2 separate regions of the Triticum aestivum genome follow, and region 2 is linked to region 1. The links are chromatin contacts, called in public Hi-C maps. All regions are on one chromosome and are shown on one strand. The core of a region is the stretch at or near the end of the contact, and the rest is flanking DNA. Distances in the headings are between cores, read along the strand shown. Region 1 holds the start of LOC123056255 (protein root UVB sensitive 6). Region 2 has its middle 93 kb from the start of LOC123056255.

Region 1 (2,554 bases), core at 34-2,533:
GGGACGCAAATCCTTCAATGGTATGCGTGTCATACCCTTGTTGAGACGTTACTTGGGAGGAGCTATCTTAATATCGGGGAGGTGTTTAGAAAACAGGATGTTAAAGTTGAAGATTGCGAAACATGCAAATGCTTTCTATTTTCGGTTTCGGACAGGTGCATGACGAATAGGTAATGTTCGTCACCTCACGATCGACCATCATGTCTTGTCTGTTTCTACCATCTCATCCTCAGTGTTTCCATGAAAATTATGCTACTGCAAAAAGAAGATGTTTTATGGCACGCGCTACGCGTCGGCTGACTAACGCGGGGATCAAATCAGCCATCTCCAGAGACGTTGGATCCCGCGCGAGAGAGTTGTCTGCGCCGGTCATTCAACTATGACCCACCATTTGCAGCATGACGCATGTTGCGCTCAGGGGTTTGCAACATGACCCATGTAGCACTCGGCGTTTGCAGCTGACCGTTTTTGCTTGCGCTGGTGTTGCAAACACTTCTCGACCGTCCCTCGACCTCGTAGGTCTGTAACACAATCCATCTCAAGCTAGACTGTGTTGCAACACAACCCACGTTACAAAAGCGCACGTGAGTGGTAGGAGGTTGTTGCACGGCGCGCGATCAGTTGCTGTTCGGACGGTCGAGGCACACCCAGTTCCCCATGTTTATTCGTCACGTTCATGCTTTAGTAGTAATAACACGCCGTTTATAAAAAATCCCGAAGAGCAAGACAAATTCCGAACGACGCACATGTTCTGTCTCTCCGAAACAACCACACATGGCGTGTCCCATTGCTGAGAGCAGCGTCTCACAGACCATATCGCCCCGACGCCACGAAAAAATAATCGAAACGAAGCACAAATATCACAAGCCAAATTTAAGCCCCACCATTTCCTCCCCCCCTCTATTCCAACGGTGCACCAGCCAACTGCCCAGCAGCCGCCCCCCACCCCTCGTGGCCCCACAAGCATCCGTTACCCACTGAACCAAGGGCCCCACACACCATCCGGTCCCACAGTGCCGCCCATGACGGGGCATCACAGCGGTACGCGTAGCAGCCCGCGCAAGCTGGCACCAGCAGCCGACCACCCGTCCACGCGCCACCCGGCTTCCTCCTACCCCGATGACACTGTGGGCGCACGACACTCCCGGACCCACGTCTCAGCGGCACGGCGGACCGCGCTGCGACGTAGCGTCCGCGGGCGTGCCGGGCTGCGGAGTCTCCCCAGTATTTCCCCCCGGCCTCGGGGGTATAAAGTGGTTCCTCTCTCTCCTCGGCGAGACTGCCTCGCTGTATCGCTCACCACTCGCAAACCCATCTAAATCTCACCCCCCAGCCACCCACCCCCGCACCACCGCGATGGCTCCGGCGATGGGGCTCAAGCGGCCGGCGGCGGCGGCGGCGACGGCCACGCAGACCATCACGCTGCCCCCGCAGGGGGTCGCCGTGAGGGACGCGGTGCGCGGCGCCCTCAGGGACGCCGAGCTGCCCCCGAGGGCGCCGGCGACGCCGGCGCCGGCCCCCGCGGCCGCCGTGGACGGGGTCCTGTGCTTCGAGGAGGTGGAAGGCAGGCGGTGGAGCTACGTCGTCGAGGGCGCCGCGTCCTCCGCCGGGAAGACGGGGAGGGTCAGCGCCAGGGCCAGGGGCGGCTCCGCTGCGCCGGTGGGGGCCACCTTCAGGGCCGTGCCGCTCCAGTCCCCGCTGCCGCCCGCCGAGGTAATTTCCACCACCGGCGCTATTTGATTGGCGATTGCTGTGCCCACGCGTGTGGCTGTCGCCGCATGCCTAGATCCTAATTTAGCGGGATTGCTGGATTTGGTGCGATGCGAGTTCTGTTTAGGATGTGTCAAGGCGTGATTGTTTTTTTAGGGTAAGGCGTTGTTAATTGTACCTGTACGTGGGTTGTTGTGGGGATATTTTTCGATTTTGCGCGTGCGGATCCAGAATTGTAGGCTGTATGTGTTTGCTCGAGGAATAACGGAGTAGTAGTCTCTTCGTTGGTTGTTTTTTGTCTCTCGCTGGCTGCTGATTCAATTAGTTGAATTAGAAATGTTAGACTGGTTCACTACTTGTTCATTTGTGATTCGCCCTAATTGACCTGCAATTATAATTTTAAGTTTCATCATTTAGTGATCACTTCTATCTCCATTTGGTTAACTTATGCTTTCATGGAAATGCTAGTGTTGTTGTTTTGTGTCACTGCACATTTGATTTGAGGTTATCTAGTCTAGGGCCTTTGCTCAGGAGCAAAGTTGCAATATACAGACAAAATGAGGAAACTAGAGTTGCTTCCTAGTTGGTGCGGAGACACCTTGAGATTTTTTAATTACTGTTGCTAGGCACATCATGGTTTTTTAAGGTCTTGTTCATTGATCATGGGGGCTTGATGAACTACAATGATGATGCTATGTAACTGTGCAATTGCAGGAAATTATGTCCTTCATAAGGTCATATGTTGTGCCTGAAGGTTTTCCAGACAGCGTGGCTCCTTCATATGTTCCATACATGACATGGAGGGCACTGAAGGTATATTGATCAGATTTATGCTCAGTTCCAT
Region 2 (2,554 bases), core at 20-2,519, 93 kb before region 1:
CGCCAAAATTCCCGTGGATGCAGGTACCGCGCGAAGTCACATAAGTGGAGCCTCAATTGTTGTTTGTCGCGACGCGGAGGGGAATTATTTGGGCAACTCTTCCTTGGTGGTTCACGGGATCAACGATGTTGCGACCCTGGAAGCCATAGCGTGCCGGGAGGCGCTATCTCTTGCGGAGGATATGATGTTGCGTAATTTCATTGTCACATCGGATTCAAAGATTATTGTCAAAGATATTCATAATGGAAGCAACGCCGCATATAGTAACATTATGAGCGAGATTAAGAGTAGAGCTTTAATGTTCAATTGTACATTCAGTTATGAAGGTAGAGTTGCCAACGTTGATGCAGATAGGTTAGCCAAGTTTTCTTATTCTTTTGATCAGGGACGACACATTTGGTTGGTCCATCTCCATGATCCCATTTGTATCCCACATCGTGTGGATTTAAACAATAAAACTTGGTGTTATCCCTAAAAACAAGCAATCTTTAACTAAAACTGCGTGGCACGAAATAGTAAAGAATTGCAGCAAAACATTGCCCTACCTTCAACCTTGTTTACAAGGAATATATATTCCCACATGCTTTGCACAACAACGGACCTAACGTCGCCCCAGTTCACTCAAACCGAAGGCTGTACAAAAGCATTTTTCTTGTTCAAGGCGGACCTAACGCTGCTAATCTATAGCCCGTTCAAACTGAAGCTTGTTAAAAAAGGCTTTTCATTATTTGCCAAAAAGAATAGGCTTTTAGCGAACCAACCTGTTGTTGAGATGGTTAGGTGGACAGTGGTATCCTCAATCCACCAGGGTTCAAATCCTGGTGCTCGCATTATTCCTGAATTTATTTCAGGATTTCCGGCGATGCGCTTTTAGTGGGAGGAGACGTTCCCGTCGACGATAAGGTGCCTACAATGACTTTGTAAATCTCAAGATGATATACCGGCTCAGTCTCTCAGGGGTGCTTATAGTGGTAGGGTGTGCGTGTGTGCGTTCATAGGGATGAGTGTATGCGCGTGTATATGAGCACTTGTGTCTGTACTGATGCTAAAAAAAAGGCTTTTCATGTCCCCCAGCTTGTGCAAAAATTGCATTGTTCAAACACGCACAGCTTGCTTAGAAAAAGAAAAAGAAAAAGGTTGCTCCGAATTTTCTTTTGACCCGTCCACTACACATGTCGAGATATCCAAAACTGGACAGCTGGGAGCTGCACCCTGGCATAGTGGCACGGCATTGGTCAGCGGCGTGGGTAATACCTCATCCTCTGCCAAGTCAGCATCGCCCCATTGCCAACCATACACGGAACATGAGCGTTGGCGGCTTATAAATGCATGGCCTCTAGGTAGCCGGAAAAATCAAAGAGAGAAAGAGGCTCAAAATAATTTTTCTTTCGTTTTCACTGAATTCTTAAGATAACGACATGTATAAAGATTGGGTGGTGGCCGAAAATTCGGCCATTCAATTTCGTTTGTATTTGATGATCGGTTTTAAAGTGTACAAGATGACAAACGAGCAGGCCTCGCGAAAAGGAAAAAGGGACATTTCAAGGGAGCAAGACGTTGATTGTGAAATGTCCCTATTGCAAGCAGAACACTGACAAATTATACTGTAGTTATGTAGTGACATTGTTGGCCTGCATTCCTCCTTATAAAAGATTTTTTTTTTGTAGGGCGCACGGAAGGTGTTTAGTGTACCAAAACTGTGGCACTTCAATATTACGAATTCGCAAAAACAAAATCAAAGTTGGTACTTACATATTGTGACACAGATGTGGCTTGTTCTCGTTCGTATTTGACTCTGGTCATCTTTTTCTTCAAAGTATTACTCCCTCCCTTCATATTTACAAGGCACACACTTATTTTTGAGGTTCAAATTTGACCATCTTTTTGGCCAGCAAAAGTCAAGTTACGCGACAAAAATATACTACTATTCTTTTTCTTTTTCCACGATGTTGGGGATATTACTATCAGTTGAGACCCGTCCAGGAGGGGCTAGGTCAGCTTCAATGGCGGGTTACGCAAGACGCTCAGTAAACATCCAAGTTTATAGTTTATTAAGTCTTATAGAAGGCTCAAAGGCCTGGGCCCGGCTTGAGGCCCGATATTGTAAGTAAACCGCCACATGTAAGGAAATACTTGTACAGAAAGACATGTAAAGAAAGTAACCGAGCCGGACAAGATTATGAGCCCGCCGGGACTCTGTAGGCCACCTGGCGTCAACCCGTGTATATAAGGGGACGACCCGGTGACGGTTTAGGACAAGAAACAACCAAGTCGATAACCAAGCCGGCGAGTTGAGCCTCTTGGAAGTCGAAACCTCAGCAATACCAATTCCAACTAGACGTAGGCGTTTACCTTCATCGTAAGGGGCCGAACTAGTATAAAACTCTCTCGTGTTCTTTGTCCCGATTAACCCCTTCAAGCTTCCTAGTGCGATGGCCCTACGACTAAGTCCTTGCTCTAGGACATCTGCCGTGTCAATTCCACGACAGTTGGTGCCCACCATGGGGCCAGCGCACGACGGATTTGAGTTCTTGAATGACAACTTCGAAGGGCT

What was found. Hi-C and Micro-C count contacts between places; a contact is called where the count stands out from the background.
Region 2: a Hi-C map of leaf shows a contact between it and region 1, with 9 times the contacts expected there. The contact joins the enhancer-like site here to the promoter of LOC123056255 in region 1. A contact is called at or near these places in 4 of 5 Hi-C or Micro-C datasets (leaf and an unstated tissue).

The regions. Positions count from the first base shown.
Region 1 is chr1A:458,688,008-458,690,561 of IWGSC CS RefSeq v2.1, reverse strand. It overlaps LOC123056255 (protein root UVB sensitive 6), which reads left to right and starts at 1,283. Exons shown (of 13, transcript XM_044479906.1): 1 at 1,283-1,713; 2 at 2,425-2,523. The coding sequence starts at 1,357.
Region 2 is chr1A:458,780,511-458,783,064 of IWGSC CS RefSeq v2.1, reverse strand. No RefSeq gene overlaps it. Among protein-coding and RNA genes, the nearest start is that of LOC123056255, 93 kb to the right of the region's middle. Within about 2 kb of position 1,269, at least 1 of the 8 cell types and tissues checked has an H3K27ac peak or open chromatin away from gene starts, as enhancers often do. A contact at or near this core is called in leaf, where this site is marked.